Regions from separate parts of the Oryctolagus cuniculus genome. Here region 1 is linked to region 2. Evidence: chromatin contacts called from public Hi-C data. All regions are on one chromosome and are shown on one strand. Each heading gives the region's core, a stretch centred on a gene start, on an enhancer-like site or on the middle of the called end of the contact. The rest is flanking DNA. Distances are from core to core; before and after follow the strand shown.

What was found. A called contact is a pair of places that touch in the nucleus more often than the background predicts.
Region 1: a contact with region 2 is called in a Hi-C map of an unstated tissue, with 1.8 times the contacts expected there. The contact joins the promoter of TMEM268 here to the promoter of AKNA in region 2.

What each region holds. Positions count from the first base shown.
Region 1 is chr1:218,067,306-218,071,870 of mOryCun1.1, forward strand. It overlaps TMEM268 (transmembrane protein 268), which reads left to right and starts at 1,810. Exons shown (of 10, transcript XM_051842662.2): 1 at 1,810-1,980.
Region 2 is chr1:217,898,673-217,903,259 of mOryCun1.1, forward strand. It overlaps AKNA (AT-hook transcription factor), which reads right to left and starts at 2,720. Exons shown (of 22, transcript XM_008273396.4): 1 at 2,622-2,720.

The DNA of each region.
Region 1 (4,565 bases), core at 560-3,059, 170 kb after region 2:
TCAGATTCTGCAGAATTCCACTTAGGAAATTAGCTCACATATCACATTTGCATTCATAGTTAGAAATTGTTCAAGATGTACAGATTTAGCAAGAAGCAAAATGCTTGTAATTTTACCTAAAAATTGGTTTACAAAACAAGAAGTAGTGTCAGCTCGCTGCTGCTTCTTGATACCGGCCTGCCCTGGCAGTTTATCAGCCTGTGTCCTCCTGGTGGGCTAAAGGACGTGACTGAAGCTCTTAGTGACTTCACACTCCTACTTATAAGAGTTAAATGTCTTTCTGTTAGCTGCAAGTCTTTTGTTGGTTTGAAACTAATTTCTGGTAGAAATGGTTGAAAGAGCATGGGATTTCCTTACCAATACAGCTAGAAAGACTTTAAAAATATATTTGAAAGATAGACTTTTTTTTTTTTTTTTTTTTTTTTTTGACAGGCAGAGTGGACAGTGAGAGAGAGAGAGAGACAGAGAGAAAGGTCTTCCTTTGCCGTTGGTTCACCCTCCAATGGCCGCCGTGGCCTGCGCGCTGCAGCCAGCGCACCGCGCTGATCCGATGGCAGGAGCCAGGTACTTATCCTGGTCTCCCATGGGGTGCAGGGCCCAAGGACTTGGGCCATCCTCCACTGCACTGCACTCCCTGGCCACAGCAGAGAGCTGGCCTGGAAGAGGGGCAACCGGGACAGAATCCGGCGCCCCATCCGGGACTAGAACCCGGTGTGCTGGCGCCGCAAGGCGGAGGATTAGCCTGTTGAGCCGCGGCACCGGCTTGAAAGATAAGACTTTTAAAAATATATTTGAAAGAGAGAGCAAGATCTTCCATCCACTGGTTTACTCCCCAGATAGCCACACGACCAGGGCAAGGCCAGGCAGGTCTCCCACGAGTGTGTCAGCAGCCCAAACACTTGGGCCATCTGCTGCTGCTTTTCCCAGGCCACCAGCAGTTTCTGGATCAGAAGTGGAGCAGCAGGGACACAAATGGGCGCCTGTATGGGATGTTGGTATTGCAGGCAGCAGCTTCATCCACTGTACCACAGCGCTGGCCCCCATGTCTGTTTTGTAGTAGAAGAACTCAGAAAGTTTTCTTATGCAAGCTGTTTGACTTTACTGTTAAAACACCCACGCCTGACTCCCTGAAACTGCTCGTCAGGGTCAGTGGTGGTGTCCACACTGAGAAACCCAGCCTTCTACCATTTGACGTTTAGGATTATTTCATGGGCTTGGCCACTCTTCTTCCCCTGAAACATTTTATTAATTTTTTTGAAAGATTGATCTGTTTGAAAGGCAAAGTTACAGAGAGGGAGAGACAGAGTGATCTTCCATCCACTGGCTTACTCAGATGGCTGCAAGGGCCTGGGACTGGGCCAGGCCGGAGCCAGGAGCCAGGAGCTTCATCTGGGTCTCCCACGTGGGTGTAGGGGCCCAAGCACTTGGGCTACTTTCTGCCCTTTCCCGGGTGCATTAGCGGGGAGCTGGGTTGGAAGTGGAGCTGCTGGGACTTGAAGTGGCACGCTTATGGGATGCTGGTGCCACAGGCAGTGGCTTTACTTGCTGTGCCACAGCGCTGGCCCTGAAACACTCTTAGTTTCCTTCTGTTATCCAGTGGTGAGCTACCTTGCTTCTCAGTCTCTTCCCAGTGCCTTCTCCTGTTTTCCCAAGGTTTTGTTCTTGGCCTTCTGTACATATTTCCTGATGAAACCACTCTCATTTCCTGGCATTGTCGTCTGTATTGAAGATACTTGTATCTCAAACTCCTGTCAAATTGCTTATTTGATGTTTTGACATGAATGTTTAGTAAATACCTCCATCTTAACATCCTGCGCTTACTGCAGCTTAACTCTTGGTGTGACTGCTAACTGTAGCAACTCCTTACCTGCTGCCCCTGCCAATACAGGTTTCCTAAACTGGAGAGACAGGAGGCAACACTTAGACTCACTGACCCAAGATTTTTAACCTGGTTGCCACCGATATTTTCATCCTGGATTGGTAAGGCTTTGCTTATTTTATGACTGGTTGAACCAAGCAGCCCTGTGTTGCTAGTCACAGAAGCCGAGGGGAGTATTTAGAAAAGGGATGTGACCAGTGGTCAGTCGACAGAACAAGACATCTGAAAAGTAAAGGGCTTGGTGACCTGGGAGAGGAACCTAGTATAAAGTGTGTAGAGAGAGTTGGTTTGAGGGAGGGATGCAGTAGTGGCTGGTGGGGGGAGTTGGCTTGAGGGAAGTGGTACGTATTTTTGGGTCCCCACACCATCCCCAGATGGGAACTATTTGCACAGCAATAACAGAAGGATTAAAAATAAAGCACAGGGGCTGCTGGTGTGGCATGGAGGGTTCAGCACCTGCTGAAACGCATCCCACATAGGAGTGCCGGTTAGAGTCCTGGCCGCTGTGCCTCAGCGCCCCGCTCGTGGGAAAGCAGCAGAGGATGGCCCGAGTGGGTGGACCTCTGCCCCCCTGTGGGAGACCCAGATGGAGTTGCCGGTTCCTGGCTTCAGCCTGGCCCAGCCCTGCTGTTGAGGCCATTTGGGGAGTGAACCAGTGGATGGAAGATCCCTGCCACTCTCCCTTCCAGATTGATACATCTGTTTCTTAGAGGGAAGCACTGCATGTAGTACTGGAACGATCTAGGTGCTCAGCAAGGGTTTCTTAATTTTTTGAAATCAGCCATAATTTTCTCGCTCTACTCATTATTAAAAGTGTAATAATAGCAGTAGTGGTGAGGCTAGGGCAGGCTCTGCGATCCCAGTGGCTTAATAAAACAAAATTTTATTTCTAGTGCCTGCTGCAGTTTGGGTGACTTCAGGACAGCCTTCACAGTGATTCAGTTTACTTCCACTCCCGTCCCACCATCTCTGCTGCTGGTTTCCTCAGGTGCAGGGATGGGAAGGCAAAGCTGGCAAACATGCTTCAGTGCTGAAAGACACAGGACACTTGCTCTCAGCTGCTTAATCAGCGGAGGTCATGTGACCCAATCTAACCAGGAGGGAGCCGAGAAATAAAGAGGAAGCCCATGGATGTTCCATGAGCAAAAAATGTTTGCTGTAGTTGTCAAGTGTAGGTGTCTCTGGGCTGGCGATTGGTCTAAGAGCTGCCTTTATCATAACTAATCCTCGTAGCAACTAGGCAACTATGAGCTGCTAGGCAGAGAGGTTAGGGAACCAGCCCACTATGTTCTGAGCACTTCATATAACAACCCTGCAGGTTAGGCATTGGCTTTCCATTTCCACGGAGAAGAGATGCGGCCCAGAGGCTTAGAGAATGTTCGAGGTGTGGAGGAAGGAAGTGATGGACGTGAAGTCCACTCAGCTCAGAGGCCGCAAAGCAAAAGCCTGGCTGTGCTCTCAGGTGTTTTCAGAATGCTTTGGGGAGCAGGGTACTCGCCTCCTTCAGCCCAGTAAAGCTCTGGCCCCACCATTCCACCAGGAAGACTGATGGCACCAGGGGTAGGGAAGCCGGTCAGGGTTGTGTGTGTTCTGGGCCCCTCATTTCTACCTCTACCTGTTCAGGGACAGTCCGGCAGATAGGAGCGTTTTCTCCTGTCAGCTGATGTCACAGGACTGGTGGCTGTGAAATGACTGCAGCAGTTTCCACACACAGCAAGCAGCTGTGCCCCCAGCCCCCACTTCCCTTGCAAATAGGTCAGTTTTAAGCAGCATGCTAGGCGCGTGCTTTATGGGAAGCTTGGCCAGTGGTTCGAGGAGAGGAAGCTGCCGGATCGTGTCAACATCTGCTTCCTCCGGCTTTTAGAAGACTTCAGATGACAACGACTGGCTCCTGGGTCAAGTGTGAATTTAAGGCCATAGCTCCCTGTGGGGGGTGGCGGGTGGGGTGGGGAGGCTTTGAGAGTCAGGGAGCAGATCGCCCCGGCCCCTTTCTACTTGAAAATAACTAAAGGCAGAGTGGCAGCGTCCTAGAACCGTTGGTAGCTGCTGGAGGTGAGCTCAGGGGAGGCTGCTAGGCTAGTGGTTGAGACAGGACTGGGCTGTCTGCCACTGCCTCCCGTGTTTTTAAAGCAGGAAAGCTCTAGTTAAAGCCTGGTTACCTTCAATCGCCCTCCCCTCCTCGCCCCAGCTGGAGGTGAGCCCCCCCAACCCTGCCCGTTTTCTATCCTGGCAGCACTTGTCCAGTCTTCAGTGTAGAAAGGGATCCCTGATGGCCTAGGAGGGCTGCTGGCCTTCCTGTCAGGAATTCAGAGGGTTTGTTTTCGTCTGATGTGCCCCAGTTTCCTGACAAACAGCACACGATCTGTCTTACTCCCAGCGCACCTTCTGACAAGGACAGCTGCGTGTTCAGTCCCAAGCTCCCACGCGCTGTCAGCCCGTGTCTTGTATCTAACAGTGGAGCTTGTCACTTGGCCCGGGGACTTCAGCAGTTGAAACAAGTGTCATGGAGCTACCAGCAATAAACATTCTGTCAGGCACATTTTTGCAAATACTTTAAAAAATAGCTTACCAGGGGGCTGGCGTGGGTCTAGGGAGTAACGCCACCACTATGGCACCGGCAACTTTAGTGCAAGTTGTTCAGGCTCTGGTCATGTTTCAACAGTGCATTTCTAAAGTTTAGGAAGAC
Region 2 (4,587 bases), core at 1,470-3,969:
GACACTGCCAAGGGAGAGGGGGTCGGGGTCCTGAGCAGTCAGGGCTTTGGGGCAGCAAGGCACGGCTGCACTGCCCGCAGACCCCTTGCCCGGCCTCTCTCCTGTCCTCACCCACAGACTGGGGACAGCACTCCACCGAGGGGTGTGTGTACGAGGCAACAGGCTAACCCACTCTGTCTACACAGCACACTGGACACGCTCAGAAAACAACCACATCGCCTCTCCCTCTCCCTAGTCATCTGGCCCGACTCCGCCTTCACCCCCTGGGGCAGCTGTGGCATCGGTCTCCCCAGAGCACCATGCTGGCCTGGCCTCTGCCCCTCGAGAGGCCGGGGGTGGCTCCCATCACTGTGGGTGAAAGGTCAGATGTCTTGGCCTGGAATATTTGGGCTCCTGCCCCTGTTCCCGAGTCAGAGGGCTGCTGTGCACAACTCATATCATGGGTTAGGACCCCCAGCCCCAAAAAGCTTCTCTCCCCAATCCCACAGCGTAGGGGAGCTGCAGGGTGCAGGCTGGGACCTTGCTCCCTGCACTGTCAGGAACCCCCACTCTTAGGCCCCATGCAGAAGCAAGGCTGGCCCTCCACCCCACAACGCCGTCTCTCTCTCTTAGTACCCTGACGTGGGTATAGTCAGCCCTGGTGCCAGCACACCACTACATAGCCCAAAAGCAAAGACCAGCTCACTCAGGGCGGCGCTGTGTGCCTTTGGCCAAGTGACTTGACCTCTCTGAATCTCATTGCTCTCCTCTGTAAAATGGGTGGAGAGACACCCACCTCAACATCCTGAAACAAGGATGATCAACCGCGACGTGTTGAGGACCTACTGTGTGCAGGGCTCTGTACTGGGCACTAGAGAGCGACAGTCATGACAAAACAGGTGCTCCTGCCCTTTCAGACCTCACTCCCTGGCGCGCACGCCCTGGTGTAGCGGCTGGAACACAGCACTCGACAAATCCTAGCTGCTGGGTTAACAGCATCACTGCTGTCATTCCCTCGTTGTCTGGGCTTCAATTCCCTCATCGCCAAACTTGGCACGTGGCCGGGGCAAAAGCCTCCTAGGACGCTACCTCCCCTGTGCCCTAAAGTAGTGCTACTTCTGCACCCATTTTATGGAGGAGAAAACTGAAGTTCTCAGCATGGGAGCCGGGCCGGGAATTTGAGTCCGGGTCTTCTCACTCCAGGTCGCCACTAGTTCCCATGTACCAGGACTGAAGAATCCCGAAAAGGAACCTGGCATCTGCTGGGCCCTTCGGACTCTCCCGCTGGCCTGCGGGGTAGGCGGGAATGTCCACGTGGTGCACTGGTTTCCACAACACCCTCTCAGCCCTGCAGGCGCTGGAATCCCCAGCCCTGGCAGAATCTGCCTGGACGGTGGGAGCTGATGAAATCCCCTCGCAAGAACAGCCCCAGTCACGTGTCTCAAATGCAAACCGGCTGGCCCCACGCAGGCGTCTTCTTCCTCCTGCAGGGCGGCTGGCTGCTGTCTCTCGGAACAGACCCAAAGAGACTGTCCCTAAAACATCAGACCCGCCCCCCTCCACCCCCAACCAGGTGGGCAGCTATTCTGCCCTCTTAACAAAACAGCCAAAAAGGAAAACCCACCCACTCCAGAGGGCGTGCCCGAAAACGCTCCTGGGAAGTCCCTCTACATATCTAACCCCTACCCTGCCTGCTTCGGCCTCAGCCCACTTCTAGTGCACGGGATGGAGACGCCGCCTCTTTCCACTGTCTCAGCTCCGACTTAACTCGGGGTTGTGACCGGCAGCTTTCCGACCTTGCCACTTGCAAGCAGAGTTTTCAACACAGGTAAGCATCCCCTCCCACCTGTCATTCCTTCCAACGAGAACCCAGGCAGGGGGACACTGGGAGAGTCTGGCCGGGCGCGCGCCAAGCCCGTGCCCCTGCTGTGCGCGCTCGGGCCAGGCGCGCCCCTCTCTGGGCCTCACCTCCACGAGCGCGCCGACAGGGGACCGGCCTCACTCTGCCGCCCGTCCCAGTCCCCACCCTTGCCGGGGCTGCCCAACCCCCGCTGGCCCCTGCTCTCCCTCCCTCCCCCTGCCAAAAAGAGGAAAAGAAACTTGCGTTAGGCGTCCGCGGGAGGGCTGCGCGGGTCGTTGCCGGGCGAGCGAACCGCACACAAATCCCAGAGCCCAGAAGCCCCACCTCCCCAGTCACCACAGCAACCCGAGCCCCGCCTCCAGCCCAAACACAGCGCGAGGCCCCGCCAAGGACCACTCCCGGGCTCCCCAGGGACCCCCTCCCCTGCCTGCGACCAGCCTCGGCCGGAGAGACGCGAACAGGCCGACGCCCCCATTGTGCGGAGGTGGAGACTGAGGCCCGAGGGTGGAGGCCGCAGGACGCCGCGGCCAGCGGGGTTTGGACTCCAGCCCAGACCGCCGGTTCTGGGCTCCCTCCCATTCCGGGACGGCCATCCGTCCTCTTTCCCCCGTGCGCGTGGGGTTTCCACGTGGGGGAAGACCGAAAGCAGCGCCGCTCCTGGGGAGCCGAGCCCTCCGGCGCCGTCCACTCTCCCTCCCCATTCTCCCGGCGGAAAAACTGAGACCCAGCGAGGGGTCGGGGCCCGCCCAGGACCCACCGCGAGCCCCTCCCCGCGTCTCACCTGCCGGCGGCCGCCCTGCTCGCGGGTGGTTTCCTGGAGTTGAGCGGCAAACAAAGGCCTCCAATCCGGGCGCGGGGCGGGGCGGCGGCCTCTTTGCATAATCCCCGAGACCCGCCCGCGGCGGCAGGGGGCGGGCCCTGGAGGCGCGGCCTCGGGAGGCCTCACCAATCGCAGAGAGGGGGCGGGCCGCAGAGAGGGCTGTGACGCAGGGGAGCGCGCTGGTGGACTCCCGGGCCCCAGCCTGCGCTTCTCAAGCCTGCGGAGCCGCACCGCGTGGATCTGTGGCCCGGGGCGGGTTGGGGGGTGGGGGATGTGACACGAGATTGCATGGAGCCGCGGTGAGGCAGAAGCCACGCACTGTGGGGAGGACACGGGCCGCTGAGTAGGAGCAATAGTAAAGTTTTCTTGAGCACTGGGCCCTGTTGTGAGCGCCTCCCGCTCACCAAGGTCCTCCTTAGTGCCTGGGGCACACAGTTTGGCTAAGCTTTAGGATAATCTACAAGTTAGGTGAATATTATGCTCCCCATTTAAAGATGGGCAAACTGAGGCTGAGAAGTTGAAGGACTCGCCCAAGGTCACAGAGGCAGGGCACTGAAGGGGAAGATTGTGACTGAGGTGTGCAGTCTGGGTCGTGCATTGTTCTCCACATCTCTCCCCCTCTGGGCCAGCTCCTCCTCCCCCCACTCTCTCCCAGGCAGAGAGGGCTCAGGGCCTCTCAGTGCTTGTCAGGGCAGGCCCATACCCCAGGAGCCGCAAGCCCCTTCTTTCCCCGCCTTCTTCTTCATCAGCCTTCCGGTCCCTGGAATGTGGAGCAGGAGGGGCCCAGGAGGGTTTCTCATTGTCAGGGAAGTGATTGTGTCCCTGGAACTGAGCAGCCCGGCAGTCCTGGGGGACTTGAACAGGGGGAAACTGAGGCTTGGTGAGGTGTGTCACCTGCCCCAGGGGTTCTCCAGCAAGGGAGGCCTCCGTGTCCGCCTATGTGCAGTGAGGTGGCCCTCTGCCTGCACTCACCATAGCGGGTCCCTTCCAGGGTGTGCAGGATCCTGGGGCTTCCAGTTCTAGAAAGAGCAGGCCCCAGGTCCTTGCTGGCTGGTGACTTGGGTGAGCCACTTGACTTCCCAAGGTACATACAGAAGAATTTGGGGGGACAGGCGTTGGGGTGCACTGGACAAGCCACTGCTAGGGAGCCCACGTCCCATATCAGAGTGCCTGGGTTTGTGTCCCGCCTCTGCCTTGGATCCAGCTCCCTACCAAGGCACCTAGGAGGCAGCAGCTGATGGCCCCAGTGCTTGGGGCCCTGCCTTCCCCGTGGGAGATGGATGGAGGTCCAGGCTGCTGGCTTTGGCCTGGCTCAGCCCTGGCTGTTGCAGACATGTAGGGAGTGACCCAGTGGATGGAGCATCACCTGCCACCATCCTCTGCCTCTGCCACCACTTCTCCCTCTCTGTTGCTCTTTCAAGTAAATAAACAAACAAACAAAAAAGCAACATCCCACTGGGGAAGGGGATCCTTCCCTACCCAATGGCCACAGCCCCAGAGTCAGGCCCAGGCATTGGCGGCGGCAGCATTTGAAGACACTCATGCTTATCCTGCTCTTCCGGGATGCAAATGTGGGGCCGTGGGGAGCAGCTAGTGGTGGCTGGACCGAGTGGGCAGGTGCAAGGACGGTGGCCACCTGTCCCTGCGGTCACAATGCTTGTAGGAGGTGAGTGGCGGCGGGTAGAAAGCTCCCTGCTCAGAACAGACGCACGAGGACTGGGGCCTGGAAAAAGTGTGCCGTACTCACACCAGAGGCCTCCGGCAGTCAGCATCACCCTGACCACAGTCGCCTCCCCAGGGCCCCCCCCCCCCCCCGACCTGCAGCTGCGGCCCCAGACAGCGGGGCAGCCTCCGTGAGGGGGTCTCTCCCTGCTCTGCTCCCCCACGCCCTTGCTGGTCTCCCCTGGGGTGCAGCACCTGCACACAA